6 separate regions of the Mus musculus genome follow, and regions 2, 3, 4, 5 and 6 are each linked to region 1. Evidence: chromatin contacts called from public Hi-C data. All regions are on one chromosome and are shown on one strand. The core of a region is the stretch at or near the end of the contact, and the rest is flanking DNA. Distances in the headings are between cores, read along the strand shown.

Region 1 (3,611 bases), core at 922-3,421:
TCCTTCTCTAGAGTTAACCCCATGAGAAAGCAGGCACCATCTTGGATGAGTCATTCATACCTTCCTTTGCTGAGAAACCCTTTCTGTTGTCTTTTCCTTATGAGAATGATAAGGAGTTTCTGGACAAGCATTGACCACATCCTCTAGGTTATAACTTGGGGTTACAGAATAGAGTTTCAAGACTCTACAGATATTTTGATGACCACCCTACCGAAATACCTTGTAGCAAAACTGGAGACTGGTTGGAGGTTGACAGTACCCATCCTACCTGGGAAACCCATGTTCCGCCTTGAGATCCTGCAGCCTCTGCTGCCCCCTGGTGGTGCCTACTAAAGTTACCGTCCCATCGCTGGAGTCCAAGTTCCCAGTAAAACTCAAGAACCAACTTTTAAGATTTTATTGCACTTGGAGTACTGTGTGTAGAGCTGTGGCACAATGTCATAACATATGTTTTGTTAATATAAATTTAACATTCAAGAAAAAATATTCATTTTTCTTGAAAAAAGATTCCCTAATAATTAACCAAACATACATGGAACTGCAGCTAATTAAAAAAAAAAAATCAGAAACATGGAACAAGTGAAAAGTACCTCTCACTCATGCCAGAATTTTAAAACAAGAGTTATGGAGATCATTTAAAAACAGTTCAGATGAAGTTTGTTGATTTTATATCAATGGCAGTAATTTCCCCATCTTTAGAACACACCATTTGATTCTTAAAATTCTTTAACTACAAATATGTGGGTGCTGCCTCTGCTTAGCCCAAATTAAACGCACTAAAGCCTGAAATCAGCCTCCAAACACTGACACCATTGCATACACTAGCAAGATTTTGCTGAAAGGACCCTGATATAGTTGTCTCTTGTGAGACTATGCCGGGGCCTAGCAAACACAGAAGTGGGTGCTCACAGTCAGCTAATGGATGGATCACAGGGCCCCCAATGGAGAGCTAGAGAAAGTACCCAAAGAGCTAAAGTGATCTGCAACCCTATAGGTGGAACAATAATATGAACTAACCAGTACCCCGGAGCTAGCTCTTGACTCTAGCTGCATATGTATCAAAAGATGACCTAGTCGGCCATCACTGGAAAGAGAGGCCCCTTGGTCTTGCAAACTTTATATGCCTCAGTACAGGGGAACGCCAGAGCCAAGTAGTGGGAGTGGGTTGGTAGGGGAGTGCGGGGTGGGGGGGAGCATGTGGGGGACTTTTGGAATAGCATTGGAAATGTAAATGAAGAAAATACCTAATTAAAAAGATAAATTATAAAAAAGAGGAAAATTTAGGACTGCTTTATAGGCTCTAGTATTTCCATTAAATATGTTTTCTCATTTATAATAATGTCCACGAAGAAAGAAGAGTTATATTTGAATCAAGTTTTTTGAAGCATTCCAGAAAATGGCCTCTAAATTGCCATGATCTACTTATGAAATTCAAAGACTATGACATATTTCTCAACTTATCTATTATTTCTTTGCCTTTGACTGAGCGTCCACTAAAGAACCATTTTGTTTCTGAGGGTTTCATTTAAAGAAACGTCTGGTAATAAGATCATGTTCACATTCTAGGAGGACATCTGTTTCCAATTCTGTTCCTGGAAGCCAGGCAGAATTCTGCACAACTCAGATCCATTTGACAGTTTCTCATCTTTGTTTCCACTGGCGAAATGGCCTTCTTAAATGTTCAACTTTTCCCAAATAAATTAATACCTATAATTTGTGTTCATGTCTAATCTAATGTTCCCAAGCTGGGATAATTTCTACTCAACGATTCCCCCACAGCTGTTGGGTAGTAAAGGTGTTCTGTGCATTGTTTTTTATGTGGCTGCATATCACGATCAATGCAGAAACCACATTTTAATGTATCTGAATCTGTCTTCTTCGGATGCTCATAAATTGGATATGTACTCAGGGCCAGGTGGGTGGGTTTTTTTTCACTGTAATAAACTGTTGTGAAATCTGAGGAGTTATGATGTACAACCTTGGGCTACAAGGGGGTGCTTTTGACACTCAAACGTCTCCAGGAGATGGAAAATTCAATTTATTTTATTGCCCTTTTTAAAAGTTCTAAAAGTTTGGGAGAATTAAAAACTGCTCTTCATACTTCTTAGAAGTCTTAAGATCTGTGACTAGTAGGAATTAAAATGTCTACACCTTGTATAACATACAGAGATAATAAAAATAATTGATTTGAGTTGAAGCCAGGAATAGGATGACTGGTACTAACACAGACAAGAACCAGGGAGTTTCTGATGGTCAGATGCTCACCATCAAGATCTTCTAGACACCAAATGGATGAGCTGTTATTCTTATCTTCTGAATGTTGCTAACATTTCATTTTCAAGCCTGAAGTTGTCTTTTTTTTTTTTAAAAAGATTTGGGGGGTTTTGTTTGCTTGTTCTTAATTATATGTATATATAAAGGAGAACAACATCATGCAGAGTTATGGGCAAAACACAGAAAAAGACATCAGATCTCCTGGGGATTCAGGCAGCTGTGAGTCACCAGATAGAGATGCTTGGAATCACATTTACGTCCTTTACAAGGGCAATAAAGGCTCTCAACCACTGGGCTATGTCTCTGGACTTCAAATTGTTATTCATCAGTAGCTAACTTTGTAAATCCTTCTGCTTAATATGTTCTGGCCTCTCATAGTTACTCTGGATCCAAGACGAGTCCTACTTTTACTGTCTTCGTGATAAATCTTTAAACACTTTCCATCCAATCTGAGAAACACATGGTTTGGGAACTATTCATTAACCTCTCAGTTACTGACTTTTATGTCTTGATCAGGCCATACTGGAAATGGCAACTACTCACTTTTATATTACCTTAATTAGTCTAATGAGCAATGTGGTGATGTACAATTGGTTTAATTTTTCAATCTCCAGCATGGAAACCGTGCCTGGGACATAACTAGTGATAAGCATTATCAATTGAATGACTGTTGATAGCATACCTTAAAGACAGTCAATTCTATCTACACATGAAATTAAATATTATTTCTAGAACCCTAGATTTTACTGTAATAAAGAAATGTGCCCTTGTTTGCTTTTATAATCTTAATTCTGGGAACAATTTTGGTTGTACAAATACTTGCCTTTATTTGTCAAACTCTAGCTAAAACAATTTTTTAATCTATGGTGGTTACACAAAAAAACTAACTTCCAGAGATAACACTAATTAAATAGAGTTCACCAATCTTTTTTCTCTCCTGCTCTTAAAAAAAAAGTAATATGTTTAATCTTGATTACTAGGCTCAGATCTATGTTCTCACTAGAATTAACTTTTAAAACTTACATCCCTAAATATAATGATTTATACACAGTAAATGTTCAAGTATTTATTAAGTATGTAAGTTAATTACACAGAATATACTGAATAAATTAGTTTCTTGCATCTAATGTAGGCCAATTTTGTGTTACTCTGCTAATTCCCTATTATGTAAAATCTCCCCAAGACCAAATGTTATAAATCTCTGTGCTATTCTCCAATATTATCTATTCACCAAAGTTCTTGACACACAGAAATCAGACTCTTACACTCAGGCCATACTTGGACATTCATCAAATTGAGCAATGACACAAAGACCATGAAAATAATCTCCACTACAC
Region 2 (3,291 bases), core at 245-2,744, 480 kb before region 1:
AGATCAGATGTGATAGCAAACTGGGAAGTGTCTTGAAATCACGAGAGAAACTCAGGGCTCATGGTAATTTAGGTTTATATTATTTCTGCTTTCATTGTGAGGATTACGCTTTACACCTTTAGCATCATCTGGTCCCAAGTTCCACACTTCCTTTTGATTGCCACTGATTATTGTTAAGAAACCAAGGGGAAAATCCGAACACGTCTTTTCGCCAACAGGAGAAAAATTACTGGATGCTAACAAATCATATGTTTATCACATAAAGATTAGTAAAAGATTAAAAATAACAAACTAATTCATCGTGTCATCTTCTTATATGCAGTCTTAGCAGTTCATGCTGGAAAAAGACAAACAGTAGAAGTTCCACCAAAGTTTTAAGCTCCCAAAAAATGAAGCAGCAGGCTATTTAGAACTACACTGCTTGCATTTTGGATAGGTCTTTTGGTGGTGGTGGTGGGGGAGTTGGAATACAGGATTAGTTTATTAGCAAAAGATAATCCACTCAGCTAGAGTCATAGAGAAGGCGTCCTGTGTACAGAAAAGAGAGGTAAAGTCTTAAACATCACCATTTTCTTGAGGAGGAAGATTCATGAAGGCTGTAGTCCACATAGAACTATAGAGCGAAGAAAACATCAGATTTAATTGTTAAATTATGACTCTCCTGAAGAAGCATATTTCAGCAGAACATATTTAAGAATCACAAAAGACAAATGAAAGGGTCTATTGGTCTGCAACAAATTTCCACTCTCTCTAACTCTGCCTCAATGCTATGGGCGGTGACATTCACCAGGACAAAAATAGAATGCATTGTGGACTGAGAGAAGCCAATTATTATTTTTTGAAAGGACAAAGAAAATTTGCACCAAGTTTACAGCGATGGTTGCAAATCTTCACAATAAAAGCAATGCGATTATACAGTAGTCTCGCTAAAAACAGACCATCCCATTCCAGATCAGTGACAGAACTAATCTGACAATGGGACTGGACTTGGGCCTGGAGCCAAACTGAACCGAGAAAAGAAGAGGCAGGCGTGTTGTAAGGAGCATCCCTCCCCCAACTCCAGACCGTAGACCCCTTCCTTCTTAGTTATGCTGACCCAGCCCTTTCCACTGTGGCTTCTGAGAAGCCAACCTAGCCAATCTGCCAAGGAAGAAAGTAAATCCTGTTTCTGTCTGTATAATGTGAAAATCAAAGTTTGCTAAAGTCCTTTGCAAAGCCAAAACTATGTTTTCTGATTTCCAGCACTGATAGGCCTGATTTAGAGGGGTCAGTTTCTAATAGACAGTCCAGCTGTTAATGATGTTTTACAGGTTGGCTGTTTTCCAGCACCATTTATTACTTTTCGAAACGTAAACTTTTACTTATGTGTTCGATGTTCTCTGTGTTTATGTCACTATCTTCCTTCTTTTTCTTGGCCAAACTCTGGGTTTTGCTAGGATTTAATCTCTTAGCTGTCCATTTAAAAAACAAACTAACCACACAGGAGGCAGGGACAGATGCTACTGGGAGCTGTGTGAGACACACCACACCATCCCTTTTAGTTGACTGATACACTCATTTCTAGGTTAGAATACGCTTATTTGTCCTGTGAATTTTAAAGGACTTCTTGGTCTTGTGGTACCTGGGAAACTCTACTAATTCTTTCATCTCTGTGTGAGGTTTTTCCTCTCTGAAGTTTTAAGATCTCTTTATTCCCAGAGTGCTGAAAACGTGATGAACACTTTTGTTTTGAAGTTTATTTGCGTAGTGTTTATCGCACCTCTTCTTTTCTGCCCCTGGAGGCTTTTATTCTGTAGCTCACAACTTTCTCCCTATTTCTCTCTCTCCTTTACTGAAATTGGTACCAGTCAGGGGGCTAACCTCCTGGACCAAGTGTGTGAATTTTCTGTCTTTGTCTCCTGTTTCCAACCTATGTTCTTTATTTTACTTAAAAAAAAATCTCTTCAACTTTATTTTCTAATTTTGCTATTATATTCTTTATTTATGCAATTATATTATTCACTTCAGACTACCTCATATTTTGTTCCCCTGGACATACACACACACACACACACACACACACACACACACACACAGACACACACACACACATAGACTCACACACACACATAGACACACACACACACAGACACACACACAAACACACACACATACACAGAGAGAGAGGGGGGGAGAGAGAAGAGGTTAGTTCTCTCACAATTTGAATACATTTCCCATGGGTTCATGTTTTGACTTAGTCCTTAGTTTGTGACTATTTGGACTATTGGGAAGTAGGGCTTGGTTGGCAGAGGTAGGTGACTACTTTAGGCTTTCAAAAGTCATACCCACTTGGAGTCCTGTCAAGTCTTTCTGCTTTCTCTCTTAATTATATGAGGAGTCTCTGACCTATGCTCCCATTGGCAGAACTTCACCATGCCTCACCCAGCACTTCAGCACTGAGCAACCCTCTGAAACCAGGAGGCAAAATGAACTTCTCCTCCCTTAAGTAGTATCTCATGTCACACTGGCATGAGAAGAAAATGAATGGAAAGATCTCAGCCTTTAGTTTGCTGGATTCTTTTTTCTTCAGAGTTTCTTGTTGCCATTTGTATGTCATATAATCTTTCTCATTCACCTCAGACACCAGTCTCAACTATTCAGAGAATCTTGATTATTTATTCATGTTTAGACAGAGGCCCTAAAGATAGGTTTCAATCCTTCCTCTATTAGTGGAGTTTATGAAGGTTGACTTGTGTCTGCTTGGAATATCAATTTGTCTTAGAGCTGTATAAATATTAATCTATATGAACATATAGATTATGTTGGGGTAGCAGTTCCCCAAGGTAGCATCTCTCCAATTGTTGATTGACATGGGGTTAGAGGGCACTTAGGAAAGCTTGGCTGCCTTGTGCCATCAAATCAAAAGAAGAAGGCTGGCTTTTACTGTTCAAGTCTGTTTCAAGAATGAGTTTTAACTCTCAGTCTCTGGTATGCCTACAGTTGATCCTAGTCTCTGCTGAAAAAGGAGAGCTAGTTAGATTGTGTGACTTCTAGGGGTCCGGTCCAACTGCTCTTTCTATAAATTTCCAAATATTCTCTGTCGCTGATCTTTTCCATATGTATCTCTAGACACCAAAACATTCCTTATTCCTAAATACATCTAATATGTTATATGTGTGCATATATTTATGTATGTTTGTGTTTGACAGTGCATGTACATATATATGTGCTTTTGTGTGCAAATATCAGTGGTCAGGGGTTACTCAGAAACCATTCACCCTGTTTGAGGCAGGGTCTTTCACTTGTTCCAGG
Region 3 (3,412 bases), core at 608-3,107, 390 kb after region 1:
ACTATTAGGAGGGGTGGCCTTGTTGGAGTTGGAGGTGGCCATATTAGAGAAAATACGTCACTGTGGTAGGTGGGCTTTGAGGTCTCCTATATTCTCAAGCAATGCCCACTGTGACACAGTCTCCTGCTGCTTTCAGATCAAGATATAGAACTCTCAGCTCCTTTTCCAGTACCATGCCTGCATGCATTCTGCCATGTTTCCCGTCATGACAAGAAAAAACTAAGTATCTGAAGTTTTAAGCCAGCTTCAATTAAAAGTTTTCTTGTATAAGAGTTATTGTGACCATGATGTCTCTACAAGCAATGGGAACCCTAACTAAGACACCACCCCAACCCTCCAAAATATGTTAATTCACAAACTCCTGATATGAAGGTGTTTGGCATTATAGCCTTTGAGATAGCTCAATAATTAGTTTAGAAGATATGAGAATGGGGTCCTCACCATAGCATTAGTGTTTGTATTCGGTACCTCACAGAAGCATTTAAAGAAAAGTTTATCATGGTACAAGAAAGGTGGTTCTAAAAGACATGTTTACAGGACACACAGTGACAGATGAGTTGAGGTACTGGGTTGCCTTTCATCAGCCATCAGTTAGGAACATGAATATGCAGGGTAGATTTTTGCATCCTCAGTTAAACTTCTCTGAAAACACCCTGACAATGACAGGCACACCCAGAGGCATATCTCTCAGGAGATTCCAAATCCTGTCAAGTTGATAAAGGAAATCAACCCTGACAACACCTTTGTTTTTAACAAGCACCAAAGGAGTTGTGGCCCTCTCTCTCTCTCTCTCTCTCTCTCTCTCTCTCTCTCTCTCTCTCTCTCTCTCTCTCTCTCTCTCTCTCTCCCTCTCTCTCTCTCTCTCTTCCATACACTCTCCCTCGCTCCCAGAAGAAGATACAGAAAGACATCAGCCATCTGTGAGGCCAGGAAAAAAGTTCCTGCCAGGAAACAAACCAGCCAGCACCTTGATCTTGGACTCAACTCTACAAGTATGAAATGCATCTTCCTCCTGCTGGCATCTGGGTCGCAGTGCTCCGTGACGGCAGATCAGCGATGCCACCCAACATCCTGAAGTTAGAACCAGATCTGAACTCTATTTTTAAAATACATGCCAAATAAAAGTAGAGCAGAATGTCTGAAGAAACTGTACTCAGTGCAGCCTGTTACAAGACGACAGTCCCGAGCTTTAGTGCTATTACTCCAAAGGCAGGACGAGAAATTAATTGGTGCCCATGCCAATCTACTTACAACTGTATACCAAATAATCTGGAATGTTTGATGTCCAAGGGCAGCATTCCAGAGACCACCTAGCTCAAAAGTATCTCGGGAGCTAAATACTTGGTACCAAAAAAAAAAAAAAAAAAAAAAAAAAAAAATCCCTCCTAGCTAGAATAAGCATTAATCTCCCCCACACACACACCAATTGAAGTTTCTGCTGAGTGGGGAGACAGAACTTCAGAACTCTGAGATGTTCCTCAGTTGCAACTAGTAAGCCAAGACAGCACCAGGAGCTAGTTTAGCGGGAGGAAATTGGTAAGAGACAAACGATAAGAGGGAGAAGAAAATAGACGAGGGTAACAGCCTACTTCTCTCTTTCCTAGAGAGGAAGGAATCCGCTCTTGGCTTGAGCTAGGCTGCCGAAGCTATTATTTATAGCTCACAGCCTCCCAAATCAGTGATACTACTCACATGGGAAGGTTACCAGAAGCAAGGAGTGTCACTCGGGGGGATGGGGAGGCATTACTCTAGCAGATGGTGGCCATGCGAGCTGTGGCAGCCGCCAAGAGCATGATCAGAGGATTCTGTTCTGCTTTAGGGCATCTGTTTCCACGCTACGGCTGAGCCTGAAAAATCTGCTGATTCCCATCTTCCCTCCCAAACCGAGTCAGTGGCCAGATCAGCGTACAGGCCCCACGGCCCTCCAGGCAGCGTGCACTGAGCTGAGGCAGAAAATTGGAAATTCTTCTCCCTGACTCTTTAAAGGAAGGAGCTAAGTTAGCATCCCTAACTGTAGCAATTTGGACTGAATTTCATCTTGAGCATTGAACAGCAAAAGCATCAAATTCTGTGATTCCCACACTGTGCCAGTGAGAAAGTTACTGGAATAAGAAACAAGTCTGCCCATGTTCTTACCCTTGCTCCTGGAGGAATACGTCGCAGTTCCATTTGCCACTTCGTGCGCTCAGTGCTCCGGACAGTAGTATTTCTTTCTTTCTTTCTTTCTTTCTTTCTTCCTTCCTTTCTTTCTTTCTTTCTTTCTTTCTTTCTTTCTTTCTTTCTTTCTTTCTTTCTCTCTCTCTCTCTCTCTCTCTCTCTCTCTCTCTCTCTCTCTCTCTCTCTCTTTCTTTCTTTTTTTTTTCATCTTTCTTTCTTTCTTATTAGATATTTTCTATATATACATTTCAAATGCTATCCCGAAAGTTCCCTATACCCTCCCTCTGCCCTGCTCACCTACCCACTCACTCCCGCTTCTTGCCCCTAGCATTCCCCTGTACTGGGGCATATAAAGTTTGCAATGCCAAGGGTCCTCTCTTCCCAGTGATGGCCCACTAGGCCATCTTCTGCTACATATGCAGCTACAGATATGAGCTCTGAGGGTACTGGTTAGTTCATATTGTTGTTCCACTTATAGGGTTGCAGACCCCTTCAGCTCCTTGGGTCCTCTCTCTAGCTTCTCCATTGGGGGACCTGTGTTCCATCTTATAGATGACTGTGAGCATCCACTTCTGTATTTGCCAGGTACTTGCATAGCCTCCTACGAGACAGCTATAACAGGGTTTCTTCAGCAAAATCTTTCTGGCATATGCAATAGTGCCTGGGTTTGGTGGCTGATTATGGGATGGATCCCCGGGTGCGGTAGTCTCTGGATAGTCCATTCTTTCTTCTTAGCTCCAAACTTTGTCTCTGTAACTCCTTTCATGAGTATTTTGTTCCCTATTCTAAGGATGAATGAAGTATCCACCCATTGGTCTTCCCTCTTCTTGATATTCTTGTGTTTTGAAAATTGTATCTTGGGTGTTCTATGTTTCTGAGCTAATATCCACCTCTCAGTGAGTGCATATCTAATGACTTCTTTTGTGATTGGGTTACCTCACTAAGGGTGATATCCTCCAAATATATCCATTTGTCCAAGAATTTCATAAATCCATTGTTTTTAATAGCTTAGTAGTACTCCATTGTGTAAATGTACCACATTTTCTGTATCCATTCTTCTGTTGAGGAACATCTGGGTTCTTTCCAGCTTCTGGCTATTATAAATAAGGCTGCTATGAACATAGTGGAGCATGTGTTCTTATTACCAGTTGGAACTTCTTCTGGGTATATGCCCAGGAGAGGTATTGCTGGATCTTCTGGTAGTATTATTCGAGGCTTTTTCACACTTTCTCCTTTTTTTAAATTAGATATTTTC
Region 4 (3,121 bases), core at 511-3,010, 500 kb before region 1:
GCTGAGAGCATGATCCCTGCTCTGAAAAATCTTGACTAAGGTGTCAAAAGGTCTGACTCATCATCCTTCTATTTCTTGTACCAGATGACAGGTTCTGTAAACATGGCCAAAGGTCAGACTCTCCTAGGCTGGTTGCTCCATTCAGGTGAGGTGGGGGCAAAACCCATGGACTCTCAGGGAACAAATCGCCCAGGCAGATGGTCCAGTCTGAGTCCATGTTATATTCTTCCTGCTCTCTGGAAAAAATCTTCACCTTGAGCCTACAACTGACTTCCAGGCTGTGTTCCTTATGCCTGGGGTTCAGTAATAAGACTCTGACTTATTCTAGACCCTGACTACTCTAGATGCCCACACTTGTTTTCTTTCTTTTCCCAACATGGTCTTCTCAAAATCTGGAAAGAATTAGAATATTACTTTAAATGCTGTCATCATTAAGCCCAAAGAATATTGGCTGGAGTGTTAATTGTTGTTTTGAGTGACTTGTGTTTTCACAGCCTGTGGAGAAATACTTAAATTCATTTGAATATTTTATGTCTTATATTTACAGGGTTTAAAGAAATTCAGAATTATTATTATATTTTACAGTAACTATGACTTTTAAATCCCATTATTGTAATGGTTTGTTTAATGTAGCCTCATAATCCAACTGCTGTACAGTGATTCTTCAGTCATATTTGTCCATTCCTCTCTACGACCTTCCCTTTGTGTGCGTCTCATGTTTTTTACTCCGTTATTGATTATGGTATTACACACCCTCCTACCAATCAACAAGAGGCTGACTATGAGAGGTGTTTTCAGTCTCCCCACCACATTTTAAAACCTCAAACCAGGACCATGATTCTTCATTTACCATCTCCAAATCTATTTTCTTCTGTTTCCTAAGCCATGAGCCTATGCAGACAATGGCATCTCTCTGCATCACTGCAAGACTAGATGATCCTGTCTTCTTCCTTCTCGTGGAAGGACACAAGCACAAACATTCAACAGAAGCTTATGGAAAGCTTGCATTTGACATTTGGTTTTTTCTTTTCTACTCCTAGTTCCTGGCTGGAGTCCAAACTCAGGGCACACGGTGAAGCTGGGGGACCTGAAAGAAGGAAGAGTGCTTCCCAGCCAATATGGCATTGACTCGACAGCCCTAACTGCTCACAACTGTATTTCTCTCCCATGAGATGCCAACTTCTATTATGAGTGAACTCCATAGTTCGCTGATGCCCTTCCCTGTGCTTTGCACGAGCCTTGCCCCTTTCACCACTACTGTTCATGGCACAGGAAACAGAACATCTACAGGCTGTAGGTGAGACGATAAACTGCTTAGGAGCACAGGTTTTGGGTAATGTTTGCCTTAGTCTCTATGCTCTGCTCTATATCTAATGTAGCCTCTCCGTGCCTTGTTTGCTCATTGATGAATAGCGACCTCATAAATTTCAGGCATTGGTGAGAGAACGCACGTGAGAAAGCCTTAGGCATTATGTCCAGCAGTAAGTACTTATAAGGGATCATTCTTTGTGTTATTATCTTGTTTAGTTTCACCAAACAATGAGACTGCAGGGAACATGCCTTTGTACAGGCTGTAATTTAGCTTGATCATTTTTATATTTATATAGACATTTAATGCTTGGCATATTTATATTTACACTTAAACTCAAGGTGCCGTCATTTATAGCCATGTTAAATCACTGACTCACGTGCCCCTCGTGCAAGCATTACGGATGTAGCGCCTTACCCGGGCCTCCTCACACAATCTTTAATGCCATCTTCTGGGAAGCACAGCCTACACCTCATCTCCTCCTGTCTTCTTTAGGACTTACCACACCTGCAGACTCAGCTTGACCTTTGCTCTAGTTTTTCTTTATGCGAATCAGTGACGTCACAGAGTCAATTTCAGCAGACTTATTCAAAGGTCAAACTCAGCCAGCCACGAGCTTCTGCCAAACCTCACACTTGGTCTTTTCTCTTTAGCATTTCTTAAAAAAAAAAAAATGTTCCTTAAGGCATTTTCCCAGTAGTTACGTGATCTGGCTAAAGTCTGCAACGTTATTGGATTGTCTTATTCGCAGCAGCAACCTTCACTCTTTGTTTGGAATCTACCCATGATTATAACCACCACTGCTCCCCTGCCTCCATGACCCAGCTGCTAGAGTGATGTCATCTTTGATCCCCACGCTCTGCCTTGATGCCTTCCTCATGGCCCTTCATGAAATTTTATGTGCTTCATTGCTAGAAATTGAAGTCATCTTCTATTTAAACCTTCAGTTCACTTTTCTCCTCTGCTGCCTTCTATAATATTCTCTATTCTGCCAGACAAATGCTATCAACTAAATCCATGAAACTGGATACACTCAGCCAAAAGTCATATTTTAGTTTTCTATCTTCCCTGGGCTAAGTTAAAAAAAAATCATACCACAGTCTTATTTTTGAGATTATTGTGTTTTGTCTCTAAAATGGCTGTTCTTTTGTTGTTTTTGTTTCTTTGTTTGTTTGTTTGTTTTTTTACATAGAGTCTCTCTATGGATCCTTGGCTGTCTTGGAACTTGATCATAAGACTGCTAGAAACTAAGCTCAGAAAATTGTCACTTATTATTAGAATTTAATTTTCTTAAAAAGAAACAGATTTTTGCATGGAGGCCTATTGAGAAACAATCATGTAAACTTTCCAGTGAAATTGTATAATGATTTAGTTGTAAAGATTACAGTGTCTGCTTTCCTTTTGTTCCAAGGTATTTGGTGTGAGAATTCTTATAACATCTGTAATGTATTTGGAGTTCTTGGGAGAAATTTAGTATTTTAAATAATGAGATTATTGTATATAACTGAATATACACAGTTTTTTTTTTAAAGAATACATTTAATGGAAGAAATAAAAAATGAAAGTCCAGGCTGGCCTCAAACTCAAGAACTCACAGAAACCTGCTAAAAATGCCAGCTTTTTTATTCATGATTACCTTAAGAGGACTAGAATGGGTTTTCTCTGGTCTATTCTTTGTTGAACACTAAATGCCAAGGACGGTGGTCAGCAGGATGTCAGGAAAGCAAAGCACAGTGATCAAGATAGGCAAAGCCATTCACAGAAGAGGAGAAAGAGAGAAGAAGGGCAGTCCCAGGTGAATACGTGTTTAAG
Region 5 (3,334 bases), core at 276-2,775, 290 kb after region 1:
ATGTTTGTGGTGGGTATTATAATAAGCAACACAATAAACTTGACACTAAGCTGTCGCATGTCTAAAGACCAAACCTAAAAGAAAAATTATTAACACAATAGAATTATCTTCTGAATATTTTAAGTGAGGTAAAATTTTTTGACAAAAAAAAAATTACAGAAAAGGGGACTGTACCCAAGATCATTAGAATTTTTAGACTTTAAGCAGCTATCTACAACCCCATGTTCCAGACAGCGTTGACTTCAGATCATGCCAAATGTGTTCTTATTTAGCCTGTCCTACATTGCTCAGAAAAGGAAACGCTATAGACAATCTTGAGGATGCCTGTCAGTTAATTCATCATCATTTTTAATAACAACATAGAGATAAAGGCAGAAGGGCCAGCCTTCAGAAAATGATTTTCTCCTGAGTATTTTTAGAAATTCAAGTTACATTGTGATTTTTAAAACATAGATTGTATTATTTATAGCTGAAACACAAATGACTATGGAAAGAAAAAGGTGGTGGTCTAATGAAATAAGCCCAGTTTTGGCTCCAAGGAGACCGTGGTTCGGCTCTAAGCAAACAATGCAGTGGCCACCTCTCTTGGTGAATGACCGCACCTGATGGATGCGTGCAAACAGCAACGCAAAATAATATATGAGGAGCTTGCGTGCATCAGCTACAGTCTGAACCTCAGCCTTGGCAGTTTGGCGGTTTCGGGGAGCTAAAACATGAAGAGAAGGATAAAATCTTCCTTGTTTCTTCATGCCCTTTTGAGATTTCAGCTTAAGGCCCTAGAAAAAGGCAAGAGCCTCTAACCATTGGAAATTATAGCATCAGCGCCCCCTTCTGCGCCACTCTCCACATCCCTTTTCCACCCTGAATGCATCAGTTCTTGTCTGATCTCGGAAGCTAAGCAGGGTCCATTCCGGTTCCCACTTGGATGGGAGACCACCCTTTAAAGTAACCCACGCCTCACCAGAGTTAATGTTACGGTGTGAATTAGTGTGCCTGAGAACATGCTGTCACTGAATAGAGCAGAAAGGCAAAACAGTTTTGCTCAGCCTGCTGTCCTAAAGCCAGCACACAAAACAAATGTAAAATATCAGCAGAAAAATCCCCCGCTTCTGACATGTAAACTGTCCCAGCCACAAAACCACAGTGTAAGGCTTGGCAGTAAAACACTGTACAGTCTAAACTGAGTTAGGTGGCCACCCTGAGGGCACAACTCCTCAGATCCCAGAGAGATGAAGAGGCCTGCCACAAGTGGTCTGGGTTGTACTCAATCCCTCAACTGAAAATCAGACTTCTGTGCCGGGTGACAGACCGTTGGAGAAGCAAAGACTATTCCTGAAGGGTCGCAATGTAATGCCACAAGGCTCCTGAGCGCTGGGGAGCTACAGGAGACAGCATGACATCTTGCTCTTCCTGTGGGATGATTCGGCTTCTTATCTAAAGGAAATAGCAGAAGTGGAGCAGAGGGTAGAGAGGAGAGGAAATGGCGACGAGTGGAGGTCAGCCAGCCTGTGGTCACGTGGCTCACCTTCGCTGTCCTAGCCTCTGAAAACCGAAAATACAGAGGGAAATTGTGCCCTGTCAGAGAGTAACTGAGAACGCAGAAAGTTTTCAACACCGGAAACCTTGAGGGAATAATTAAAGCCTGTCGCACTATCCTTTCTGTTTGGGTCTCTGCTAGCAACCCTTCACACTACACACACACACACACACACACCAATAAGTGATCAGTCACACCAAAAAATGAGAAATTAATATAAGACTGGAAAAGGAGAAGATGTTAGAGACAAGCTTCTGTTTTTTTTAACAGGAAAGACAAGCAAAATTATTTGGGGCTTCCTCACCCCACCAAAAAGACAAAACAAAACAAAACAAAACAAAACAAAACAAAACAACTATTTCAGAAATGAGCTAGTCAGGTTTCTGGATAAAATGATGCAAGTCCTCATGCCTGCAAGATAAGCATGGGAGCATTTTACTAACTGAGCTATCCCCCAAACTACGTGTGTGTGTGTGTGTGTGTGTGTGTGTGTGTGTGTGTGTGTGTGTTCTCTGTGTGTTTTTTCTCTGTATGTGTGTTTTTTCTCTATGTGTGTGTTTTTTCTCTGTGTGTGTTTTTTCTCTGTGTGTATGTGTTTTGTGTGCGTATGTATGTGTTCTGTGTGTGTTTTGTGTATATGTGTGTTTTCTGTGTGTGCTATGTGTGTTCTGTGTGTGTTTGTATTCTCTGTGTGTGTGTTCTGTGTGTGTTCTGTGTATGTGTGTTCTGTGTGTGTGTGTTCTGTGTGTGTGTGTTCTGTGTGTTCTGTGTGTGTGTGTTCTGTGTGTTCTGTGTGTGTGTGTTCTGTATGTGTGTTCTGTGTGTGTATGTTCTGTGTGTGTGTTCTGTGTGTATGTTCTCTGTGTATTCTGTGTGTGTGATGAGTGTGTGTATGTGTGTGTGCGTGCGCTCACGCGCACACGCATTGCATGTGTGTATTCTTTTTTCCATTTGTTGTCTTCTATTTGGGAGTGGGTTTTGTCTGTCTTTTCTACTTATTTCTTGAACTTTACCAAATGAACAAAGTTAGGGCCCTTCAGTGATTGAAAAAGTGAATAAAATTTTAGTGGAAAATTTCTCCGCCATTTTGACTGTTTGCAAGTGGGCCAACCAGAGCATGGAGATTCTGGGGAAAATATGTGAGAAATGAATTTAAGTCGGTGATTATGGTTCATGTCTCCCTGCCCTTATGAACCTCTACCTGGGGGTCCACTCTGACCAACTGCTTTGTGAAAGACAAAGTTAGCTTCCCAAGTGAGCTGTTGGTGGGCTCGAAAGGAGAAATTTTATTCCACTGGATCCTTGACATCTTACGGAGACAGTCCCAGGTTTGTGCTTACCTCATGGGAAAATATGAGAAGAAAAGCAATGGTCCTCTTACAAATGTGTGAGACAGGCAGAGAAAGGGACTATGCAACAAACAGGACTCACAGGACAGGAGTCAGCCTTCTCTGGGATACGGAGCTATCTACAGTCTCCTTATATACATTCCTCCTTAGGGAAGAGCAGAAAAAGGCAAGACTATTTCTCTCTCGTGACTTCTTGAAGTCAGCAATAGAGGCATACATCTGGTCCTGATTCTGTGGGTCAACTCAAGGGCATGGAAGATCCAGATAAGATGTATCTACCAGAGAGAGAAGTATATGAATGGGGGACTAGCTGACCCTGCAGGTACCTCAGCAAACACTGTCCACCCACTAGGAGTTAACTGTGGACCTTCCCTGTTTTACTGTCTCTCTACCTCTCTGCCCCTGGATAGATCTCCAGCAGTAGAAAGCTAACCACCTCAGGCCCAGC
Region 6 (3,507 bases), core at 847-3,346, 340 kb after region 1:
TTAGCACTTTTCTTTCTTTTCTCTCATTCTTCCAATAAAGAATTGACTCTATGTCTGAAAGGATGACACAGTTTTCCTATTAACAAATTAGTTGTGCCTTCTAGGGATGAAGCAATACTAAATGAAGTGAGAGAGTCTCTCTTCATCGGAGAATTTTCCAAGCACCCCGTACCTAACTTCATGGGTTCTAATTCAAGAGCTAGAAACTTCTATTTTTATGTTGAACACGAAAACCTTCCTCACAACGCTGCCCTGTTTTCAATGACATAATTTAGTGCCTAGTATATATTATTGATGTATTATCTCTCCTTAAAGCCTTACTTTTATTATGTCATTTTCTTCATCAATTTTTCCTGTGCACCCTTACTTGTCAAATTTAAATCCCTTCCCGCTTTTTCAAAGTCTCCCACAGTCCAATTACCCAAACTTACCTTGAACATACTCCTGTGGTCACAGTTGAATACACTCTTAGCACCATGAGCCCCTCTTGACTTGTTTTCTGTAGCAATTGTCTGGAAAACCTCTCCTGAGTCTCTTCTGAGCCTGTAAATCTCTCCAAGCCCCTCTCTTCCTCCTACATCAGGCTTTCCTGGCTCTGCTATCATGTTAGTGCCTCTAAAGGCTCCTTCCTGTAAAGTGAAGACAGGTTCCTTTCTCTTTAGAGAGAGCAAATCTCCCTTGTGACTGAAATTCTTTTTTCTTTCTGCTCATCCATTCATACTTTGGATGATATTGCAATCTCTGTGTTTAAGGTATCATAGCCTGGTTCTTCCTTCAAGGGACCACTCCTAGGCCTTATATACCTGAAGGTAACATACTAACCACCACTAATTTTTTGTAGATTGGGTGCCTTTCAAATCCAAGCTGGGTCCTGAGCTCTGTCCCCCTCACCCAGGCATTTAAATTCAGTGCCCAAAAGCAGTAAACAAAGAAAAAGGGAGTCTCACACAGAGAGAAAAGACACAGCTTAACAGAATAAGCAGAGCTGGAGAGGAAGCACTATGTCCTTGCCTCAAGGTCATGAGCTCTGAGTGATTTCGTACCCGTTAGGTTTAATGAAACACCTCAGCATTGGTGAACACACTCCCCCTTCAGATTAGCTATTATAATAGGTTCCTTGTTGCTTTCATCCCAAAGAATCAATTTACTTTATGATCTACTCTCTGTCAGTCTGGCATCTGCCCATCATTCTCTCTTTCCCTGAGCTCTCTTTCAATATACCAGCTGCATAAGGAATACTGCAACCACAATGGAGACAGGGAGATTGACCACTGCTGTTATCTCTAGATACTTGGGAAGAAAACGGTCATCAAATCCTTAGCTCCTGGATCCTCAGAGTCTTCCTTGCTTCTGAAAATGACACCCGCCCCAATCCTGGAGCTACAGCACTCAATATCCACTTCACACCCACTAATTAAAAGACAGAAATGCAAAGGAATACTCTAATACTTTCTCTCGTGTTTAGCAAAAACGGAGGGTTCTCTCCAAAGCCTCTTACCATCATGGAGAAGTCACAGCCCTAAGCTTCAGAGCATGGACTGTCTCCTTAGTTTCTGCTTATCAAAAACAAAGCATTCAACACATACCAGGTCACCAGGTACTCTGGCAATGATTTTCCTAGAGTCTGCACATTTATGCAGCATATTTCATTTTTCTGAAAGGGAGGGTTTCAGGAAGCAATAAGAATTCAGGGCATATTTTAAATATCCAGAGTAAATTAGTTAATTATTTGCTCTGTGACCAATGCAAGGTTTTTGCATCCCTCCAACCTGGGCTTCATAGATAACATTGTGACTGGTGTCCCAAGCCCTGCAATGACCGTAAAGAAATGTTTCCAGCTACTCTGAACTGAATCTACAAAGCACGCATATTTTTTGCCTGTCAAGTACACACACCTTTGAAAAACTCGTTCTGTCGTTATTATGAATTCTGTGGTGCCTGTGGTATTTTACCATGCAAAATAAACAGTTGGCATTGGTAAATGGTCAGCCCGAAGATCCTTTGGGTCTCACGGAAAAATCTAGAACAGTAGAAGGTCAGATACTCAGCTCTTGCACAGCTCTGGGGTCTGTCCCTGTGGACCAATTAAACAACTCATTCAGATGTTGGCAATCCTTCTTATTTCAGGAACAAGGGAGCCATCACTGGGCTCCAAACAGGGACATTTTATAGCTGAAATGATTTACAGTCAATGTTTTCATTGCACAGTACGTGTCCACCTTTGTTAAACAAAAGTTCACAGAAAAAAAAATCTGCAACTGAGGAGAGGAGGAAAGCACGCATGCAAAAACATCTAACTCCCAAAGCCAAATGCAAATCAAGGAAAAGGCAGCAGTCTTTGGACCTCAGCCCTCAGTCTTCTGGAGTCAATGCCAAATGTGTGTTTAGAGACACCACGAAATAGCACCGATTTACAATTTGTTTTTGTCTTTGTTTGAAGAGCAGCTCTGCGATAGGTTTTGCTGAATCATAAACCTAATTCAGTTACTAAATACCAGGGAAAAAACTACCAGTCAATAATTTGCATTATAATAAAGACAAACTGACTAGGAGAGAGAGACAGAGAGAGAGAGAGAGAGAGAGAGAGAGAGAGAGAGAGAGAGAGAGATCCTTTCCTATTGTTTAATGTGTAACTTTGAAAACATGTTGGAAGTAAAGAATGGGAAGTGGTTTTTGAAATTTAGTGCAGTTATAAATGGAGCATCAAGCTTTATTCCAAGTCATCTGGGGTACCGTTCCCTGGGGTTGGGCAAGGGAGGAAATATCCACCTCACTAATCTAAGTGTCCAGAATACAAACAAGACCATTCTTCCCTGACCTGTGTTACCACAGCCTTCCTCTCCCTCTTCCTCCCCTTCTTTCTCCTCTTGCTTCTCTCTTTCTTCCAGTGTATGTGGATGATCATGTGTGTACACATATGTCTGTTGTGGGAGGGAGGTCTACATGCCACACAAGTGCAGTGTGTGGAAGCCAGAGGACAATCTGGGGTACTGCCCACCCCCTTTTTTGAGACATGATCTCTCAGTAGCATTGAACATCCCGATTATGCCAGGCTAACCAGCCAGTGAGACCCAAGGATCTGTCTATCTCTGCCTCTAAGAAACTACATAGGATTAAAAAAAGAGAGAGATCCGTAGACTGTTAGAAGTTAACTATTAAAAGCCTCTATATTCAGTAGATTTAGTCATTCTTCATGATGAGAAAGACTTACCCACCAAGGATTTTTTTTTAAACATTGTTGATTGTCACCATTACAAAGAAGATATATTGGTGTCTAGTGGACTAAGGTCATAGATTTGGTTAACTACCCAACAGTGGAAAGGGCAAACAAAGGAATATCAGGCCAAAATGTCAAAAGACTAGAGTTTGAGCAATCATGCTTTATACATTGCCATGAATTAATTATCCTTCTAAAAGTTCAGCCAACTGAAGGCAGATTGCAGCAAGGTTTTACCTGGCCTGAGCAAGGAGCATAGGGTGTTGAGGGATTAAGGAAAGGGCAGGGGG

Evidence for each region. A called contact is a pair of places that touch in the nucleus more often than the background predicts.
Region 2: a Hi-C map of uterus shows a contact between it and region 1, with 4 times the contacts expected there. The contact joins two enhancer-like sites. A contact is called at or near these places in 3 of 484 Hi-C or Micro-C datasets (all in uterus).
Region 3: a Hi-C map of uterus shows a contact between it and region 1, with 2.9 times the contacts expected there. The contact joins two enhancer-like sites.
Region 4: a contact with region 1 is called in a Hi-C map of uterus, with 16 times the contacts expected there. The contact joins two enhancer-like sites. A contact is called at or near these places in 6 of 484 Hi-C or Micro-C datasets (all in uterus) and 2 of 115 datasets of contacts at active chromatin or transcription factors (a beta-TC-6 cell line and fibro-adipogenic progenitors).
Region 5: a Hi-C map of uterus shows a contact between it and region 1, with 4 times the contacts expected there. The contact joins two enhancer-like sites. A contact is called at or near these places in 1 of 15 datasets of contacts at CTCF or cohesin (large pre-B cells) and 8 of 484 Hi-C or Micro-C datasets (myeloid progenitors, nephron progenitors and uterus).
Region 6: a contact with region 1 is called in a Hi-C map of uterus, with 10 times the contacts expected there. The contact joins two enhancer-like sites. A contact is called at or near these places in 8 of 484 Hi-C or Micro-C datasets (adipose-derived mesenchymal stem cells, embryonic fibroblasts and uterus) and 1 of 115 datasets of contacts at active chromatin or transcription factors (fibro-adipogenic progenitors).

The regions. Positions count from the first base shown.
Region 1 is chr14:102,510,315-102,513,925 of GRCm38.p6, forward strand. No RefSeq gene overlaps it. Among named protein-coding and RNA genes, the nearest start is that of Gm41233, 58 kb to the right of the region's middle. Within about 2 kb of position 2,172, at least 14 of the 459 cell types and tissues checked have an H3K27ac peak or open chromatin away from gene starts, as enhancers often do. A contact at or near this core is called in uterus, where this site is marked.
Region 2 is chr14:102,030,232-102,033,522 of GRCm38.p6, forward strand. No RefSeq gene overlaps it. Among named protein-coding and RNA genes, the nearest start is that of Gm41232, 140 kb to the right of the region's middle. Within about 2 kb of position 1,495, at least 3 of the 459 cell types and tissues checked have an H3K27ac peak or open chromatin away from gene starts, as enhancers often do. A contact at or near this core is called in uterus, where this site is marked.
Region 3 is chr14:102,901,339-102,904,750 of GRCm38.p6, forward strand. No RefSeq gene overlaps it. Among named protein-coding and RNA genes, the nearest start is that of Gm34589, 68 kb to the left of the region's middle. Within about 2 kb of position 1,858, at least 80 of the 459 cell types and tissues checked have an H3K27ac peak or open chromatin away from gene starts, as enhancers often do. A contact at or near this core is called in uterus, where this site is marked.
Region 4 is chr14:102,013,356-102,016,476 of GRCm38.p6, forward strand. No RefSeq gene overlaps it. Among named protein-coding and RNA genes, the nearest start is that of Gm41232, 160 kb to the right of the region's middle. Within about 2 kb of position 1,761, at least 6 of the 459 cell types and tissues checked have an H3K27ac peak or open chromatin away from gene starts, as enhancers often do. A contact at or near this core is called in uterus, where this site is marked.
Region 5 is chr14:102,805,241-102,808,574 of GRCm38.p6, forward strand. No RefSeq gene overlaps it. Among named protein-coding and RNA genes, the nearest start is that of Gm41234, 12 kb to the left of the region's middle. Within about 2 kb of position 1,526, at least 172 of the 459 cell types and tissues checked have an H3K27ac peak or open chromatin away from gene starts, as enhancers often do. A contact at or near this core is called in uterus, where this site is marked.
Region 6 is chr14:102,853,300-102,856,806 of GRCm38.p6, forward strand. No RefSeq gene overlaps it. Among named protein-coding and RNA genes, the nearest start is that of Gm34589, 20 kb to the left of the region's middle. Within about 2 kb of position 2,097, at least 6 of the 459 cell types and tissues checked have an H3K27ac peak or open chromatin away from gene starts, as enhancers often do. A contact at or near this core is called in uterus, where this site is marked.